Regions from separate parts of the Rattus norvegicus genome. Here region 1 is linked to region 2. The links are chromatin contacts, called in public Hi-C maps. All regions are on one chromosome and are shown on one strand. Each heading gives the region's core, a stretch centred on a gene start, on an enhancer-like site or on the middle of the called end of the contact. The rest is flanking DNA. Distances are from core to core; before and after follow the strand shown.

What was found. Hi-C and Micro-C count contacts between places; a contact is called where the count stands out from the background.
Region 1: a contact with region 2 is called in a Hi-C map of psoas muscle, with 5 times the contacts expected there. The contact joins the promoter of Rai2 here to the enhancer-like site in region 2. A contact is called at or near these places in 4 of 12 Hi-C or Micro-C datasets (the A7r5 cell line, frontal cortex, kidney and 1 more).

Annotation. Positions count from the first base shown.
Region 1 is chrX:36,640,798-36,644,272 of GRCr8, reverse strand. It overlaps Rai2 (retinoic acid induced 2), which reads left to right and starts at 1,377. Exons shown (of 2, transcript NM_001109316.1): 1 at 1,377-1,568.
Region 2 is chrX:36,571,811-36,574,866 of GRCr8, reverse strand. No RefSeq gene overlaps it. Among named protein-coding and RNA genes, the nearest start is that of Phb1l1, 9.7 kb to the right of the region's middle. Within about 2 kb of position 1,421, at least 2 of the 93 cell types and tissues checked have an H3K27ac peak or open chromatin away from gene starts, as enhancers often do.

The DNA.
Region 1 (3,475 bases), core at 128-2,627, 69 kb before region 2:
GGCATAGTATTCTGGAGGTACATACAGAAACAGTCTAAAGATTGAAAAGCTATACCCCCCCACAAAAAGATACTTTACTTGAAACTGAAGACGTTTTTATTTATCTTTATACAAAAGCAACTGTAGTGTAACTTTTAATATCTTTTTTATGAGGACGTCCACAAGCTCCCACAGAGTCATAATTTGGCCCTGGATACTATTGCAGTAGGTTTGCATAACATCATGGTTAGAAGGAACCCTTATACATACAAGTACAGGTTCCCGTATTAGTTATCAACAGGTGGGTTAAGGTGGCAGCTCTCTAGGTATTTTGTGTCCTTGTCACCCCAAATTCTACTAGAGAAAAGCCACAACTAATAGCCACAATGCTGAAGCTTGAAGGGGTTTGAGTGTACAAAGGATTATAAGAGTCACACTGTTCTCTGACCAGGTTAAAGCAATTCTTGCTGTAGCATTCACTCTCAAATATCGTCATCCTGTTTTAACAGGAAAAACCTCAGCATCACTGAGGATACGTTAAACCAATAATACAGTTGCTTCCTTTGCATTCTTAAAACATTGTAAAATGGATTTAGACTTAAAACAATTTTGATGACCAGTGTTTATTGATTCATAGTGTTTATTTATGGGACACCAGACATGTATTCATCATGTCTGTAACTCCCGTTCTTACATAACTCAGTATCTGGCAAACACTGGGTGCATAATAAATGTTAAATTAATATGTGAATCACTTCTTGGTTAGACACGATATTCTGTTTCTGGACTAATTTTGTCTTTGCTAATGTCCTGCCTTGGGAGTGTCATCTCTGACCTAGACCGCAATCTCCTGAGGCATATTAGGGAGGGTGGTAGCTGTTCTTCTGAATGCTCCCATTTCTATCAACCAAACACTTTCCCTTTCAGGGCTCTGTTCTTTTTTGCTTTTCATCCTAAGATCTAGAACGGACTCCAGATCTCCTGGAAGCAGCAAAGTCTCCACTCGTCCAGGCCTTCCCAACCCGAGAGCACGGACAGACACACAGACACAGACACAGACACGCATGTACGCGCGCGCATACACACACACATACACACACACACACACACAGAGAGAGAGAGAGAGAGAGAGAGAGAGAGAGAGAGAGAGAGAGAGAGAGAGAGCGCTCGCCTCCAGCTCCCCAGCCTTCTGTCACCTCGCACCGCCCACAACCACACCCTCCCTGTGGGCGAGATCACCTGTCCCTCCTCTGCCACCGCCTCCTCGGGTACCCTTTCGCCCCCCCTCCTGCTCCCCTTCCTCCGCCACCTCCCCCAAGCCCTCCCCTTCCCCGCCTCCTCCCACCCCTTGGTGTATATAGTAAAGGCCAGGCGCTGCACGCAGACACACACTCTCCCGGACACAGGCACACACGCGCACAGACACAGTCGGCAGTGGCGGCCAGCGACAGCGGCTGGGTGACAGCAAAGACAGAGGCTCCCATCGCTGTGCACCCCCTTCAGGCGCCCAGCGGCGAGGCCAGACCAAGAGAGTTCCCACACCAACGTCCACCCCGTGGCTTCCTGGAGGCGGCAGCCCGGATCCCGAGGTAGCGGCTGCGGCACCCCTGTGCTGGTCGGGGTCACCCCCGCCCTCCCCAGGCGGACCTGCCACCAGGACGAAGGGGGCGCGCCGGACTGGGCGCGCCTGGCGGGGCCCGGCGCCCGGGGAGGGGCCTGCCTGTTCCCGGGGGCAGGACGGCGCCCAGAGGCCGGGGCCAGCGGGGAGGGCCGGGCGGGGGCGGGGACGCGGGTCGAGGCAACCACTTGTGCTGCTCGCCCAGGCCAGGCTCCTGCTGGCCGGCGCTACGCACTGGCCAGCCCGGCCGGGGACAGTCGGGAAGGCGGCGCCAGCCGGTGGGGCGGGGGCCCCGAAGTGGGTTTTGGGCCGCCACCCGCTCTGGCACTGGGCTTAGAGGGCGGCACGAAGTGCGCTCCGTGCCCGGGCACCGCACCGGGCTTGTCTCGGTATCTGCCATTCTGCCCCAGCCAGGAAAACCAGGCGCCTTCCAGGCCCTTCGAAAGATGGATTCTGTTGACGTATCTGGCGGCCCTGGCGAGCTGGGTGGAAAGTTGGTTTTTGCCAGATCGTGCTGGGATCTTCTTTGTGCCGCTCAGCAAGTCCCGCATCCCGCTGGAGCAGGGTGAGTGCCTGTCGGCGCCCTGGGAGCCCTGGTGCCCCCACAGTGCCCAGACCCGGGGTGGCCACACCAGCCCCGGCTTTCTGCCATGTTAGGCACCAAGCAGCGTTCTGGCTGCATTTTTTTTTGTATGCGTGCATTTCAGTGGCGCCTTTTGCTGCGAAGGGAGTTATTGCCTTCCTGCGCGTTGGCTTTTTTTTTTTCCTCGGGGTTGGGACTTGCTCTGTGTGTTTGTTGTTTGCCATTTAAACCCCTACTATTGTTCAGGATAAGCTCCGCCTGGGTGGGGAAATGGCATCCCACCACAGTTGTTGGCGAGGGGTCGAAATGTTGCCAAACAGCTGCTGCTTTGTGTTTCCCTATCCGAAGTCCGCGGAGTGGGTTTGGGGCACGATGGATGGGTGGAGAAACAGATAGGGCATGAAGGAAGACCGTGGCTTTGCGAAGAGTGACTTGTTACCCACCCCAAGGTATTCAGTCAGCCTCTCTTTTGACTGCCAAACTTTTATGAATATTTCTCTTTTGGAAGAGAGAAACCTAATGAATTTAGCCGTTTTTTAAAAGGCGGCAATCCAGCTTTAACAATGGTTTGGGAACTTAATCAATGAGAAAGGGAGGGGGAAGAGGAGAAGGCGCTGGGGGATGTGGCTGCTTCTTACAGAGTCAGGTAGAGAAGTGGGCCGGGCTGGGCAGGGCACAGCGCCTGGGTGGCCACATTCCTAAAACTATCAGTTGTTCTTACCTGTATCCACTGATACCATCCACCCTGTGCCCTCACCTCTGAGCTGCCCAGACCTGGCAATGGGCTTGAGAGGCGGCTTGCAGCAGCGAGAGGGCCAGCCTCCCTCATCTGGCGTTTTTTAAGGATGTGTAAATATTTTGCTGAGGATAAGTGACATCAACAGAATGATATTCCGCAGAGCCCGGGTGTGCGGCGATGATAAATAGATACAGCCAAACAAAGTTTTGATAACCGCATATTCTCATGGCTCACTCTGTTTCGTTTGGTCTTTGTTTTTGTTGGTTTAGCATTATCTCGCATCCTCTGGTGTGATCCCTTTATTTATCCAATTCTTGGAAGCGTCTGCTTTGAACACAGAGAAAAGCAGCCGGCAGAATGAAAACAATTCTTAGCCTCTCCTGCATCAGGCAGATTTTTCTTTGCTTTCCCAGGATCTCTTTCCCACCGTTTTCTAGCTGTTTTCCCTTCTCTCCTTTAGAGTCATCACAATTGTGTGCTGGTAGAGCAAGAGACTTCAGCTAACTTTGAAAACACGTCGTGGCAGAGCCTTTGTTACAGTGGTATACCAGGGGAC
Region 2 (3,056 bases), core at 172-2,671:
GTTGTAGAGTCTCACCTGTCTGCTTCTCATCTTCGGTCCTGAACATATGGTTAGCAAAAAGTTACCTCATGATAGGGGCATTATATTTACCTTGACACTGGAGTTTTATGCTACCTTCTAGACAACGTCTCTATCAGCCTGCACATTTTACTAATTTGTCTCATCTTCTACACAGTGGTAAAAAAAAAAACAAAACATTTTGAGCATGTGAGTCCTAATGACTTACCGGCTCAGAATTAGGAAAAGGGGTTCTTGCTGTCATTTCCTCTCCTTGAATGTAGTCAGGGACCTGGAATAACAATCAAAGGTCAAGTATTGTCCCCCACAAAATAAAGAATCCTCTCTCCACCATGCAAACACCAATTACAGCTGTCTAGTAGGGAGTCACACTAGCAATGCAGGGCATTGAAATGACTTCTGAGTGCTCAGGAATTCAGTGCCCGAGTTGCCAGGGCCAGCATACAAGGTTAACAATTTCTTGTTAACAAGCTATTTAAACACACACACACACACACACACACACACACACACACACACACACACACACACACACACACACATACCTTTATGATTTCAAGTACTGATGGAAACCAGCTAACAGGGTCTTGCCCTTCTGAAGTCCTTGGGGGAATTGTATTAACACAGAGATAACATTATTTGGAAAGAAGGTATCAACTATTCTTGAATGAAGAATACTCCTGAGGTACTTGACAGTGGGGTGAGAATAGTTGATTTTCTTTGTGTGGCTGGGAAATGGTACTCACTAAGCGGTGGGAGAGCCAGATAATGGAGGGCTAATTCTTTAAGCTCCGAAACCTTTTATTGCAACTGCTTTCAATGGGAATCTTTTCAAAAATGCATTAAGTGTTTTGGCATGGGGAACTTTTCTTTGACTCAGTCATTGTTATGGACATTGGAAACTGGCTTTGGCTGAGAGCACAAGATGCCCTCCAGGCTGTGTGGGGGTGGGGTGGGGTGGGGTTGTCTCCAGGTGGTACTGGCTCTCTGACCCCAGTGACCACTCCTCTTATTTCTTTGTGTGTGTGTGTGTGTGTGTGTGTGTGTGTGTGTTTGTGTGTGTCTAAACTCTCTTTACATCTTGCCCTTTCTCAGCTTCAATGACAGCCACCACTAAGCAACTGGCTCTTATCCAGAAATTGACCCACTGCATGAAACAGCCCTTGTTCCCTTGTTAGTACCACCTCTTCATTCTGCATCTGGGAGGGCTGTTGAGGCTGAGAGCCTCTTCCCCAAGGCTTCTCCGAGATGGGCACAGCAAAGGACAGCATTTCCCATTTTACTGAGCCAGTCAGTGTCTGTCCCTTAGGTGGCAAGCTCCTGACAGTAAACTCACACAGTAAGACAGAGCGCCGTGTCCTCAACTTTTGGTCCACAACGCGCAGTAGCTAGTTAAGCCTCCAAGAATTGCTGACCACAGCCCCTTCTCTGCTTTCAAAGATGTCACTTAGATGTATTGGCTCTGCCCCAGGGTCTGTCTGACCTTTCTAATTCAGGCTTCGTCTGAATCCAGGTCAAAGGTGTCTGTACAAGCACCAGATGAAGGAAATGCTGTACTTTAGACATTTCATTCATAGCTTATCCATGCTATTTTCACTGCTGAGAACATGAAAAATTAAAAATCAATCCCCAAACTCCAAATTATTGGTGTTTCAATTATTGGGTCACTGAATAAAGTCAGTCTCTCTCTCTCTCTCTCTCTCTCTCTCTCTCTCTCTCTCTCTCTCTCTCTCTCTCTCTCTCCTTTCCCCTTTCCCCATTTCTCCTTTCCTTATTTCTGGTATGCCCCCTCTCAACACTCCTTCCACTTAATTTTACAGATGACAGTAGTTTCATAGAGAGCCATGAATGTTTCTCAGGTTGCTTTCCCTGTCTTTATTGTGTTTGCCTCCTGGCTTCTGTTCCACCCTCCTTTCCACCTTGTGTCTCCACAGGTAGAACATCATATGCATCATACCTAAAGCTCTCTTCCCTTCCCAGATCCAATACTTACATACGGGTTTCCTGCAGACAACTTCTTCCTGGTGGCTTAAGAGGAAACATGGACCTGTTTGCCATGATTTCTCTTTCATCTGTACTACTCAGGCTCTGGTTTGCCTTACTCAGACTCTTCAATTTTTCTCAAATCTATAATTTCTTCTCTTTTTCATACTGTTATTGACCCACCCCATACCATTCCTTGCCAAGACTGTAAAATTAACCTCAGAACTGAATGAGGGGGAATGCCTCGACTCTCCCTGCCTTTTCCCTCTATACTGGCACCAGAATCGTTCTGGTAATTGGTAATTCTATATACGTAGAAAATAAAACAAGTATGCCTGGCCTCACGTGTAGGCAACAATTCTGAGGTCAGGCCCCAGCCCAGCTTTGTGCTCACAAGTTGCTTCTTCCCTCATGTGTAAATTCCAGGTATACAGAAGGGGTAGGTTCTCCCAGCACATGTCTCTCACTCAGGGTTGCCCTCCTCCCAACGCTCTTTCCCCTCTTCTTAATTTGGTCACTTCCTCAGTGTGCAGTTCAAAATTATTCCTCCTCTACAAAGCTTTCCTGAATATGCCAGCATAAGCTAAGAGCTCCCTCACCCATTGTAACATGAGCCCAATGATATCACCCTTCCCAATTTATTCCTTCGGAAGCACGGCACTCTCTAGGGTAAAAGTCACAATTACTGCATCCTACATGTCTAGCAGAGTATTGGGATTTAGGGGACCCTTGTTAAATGTATATGTACCCAAGTGACTCCATGAAGAAAGTACACATATGCCCTTTGTAGCCAAACAGTACAGTACATGAAAATCCATCCATACAAAAGAGATACATCACAGTATTTTCTAAACAAAAGGCATTCTTCAAAAAGGTCTCCTGTATCTTTATTGAATTCTTGAAAAAGGCTCTCCTGCAGTCCAGGCAGGCTGACCTTGAGCACACTACTGTAGCCATAGAAGGCTCCTTTAACTGTTGATCCTGCTATCTCCCGTTCTCTTGGACTGCATTACAAGTGCACATCACAACAGCCAGACTGTTTCTTCATTCTTAGG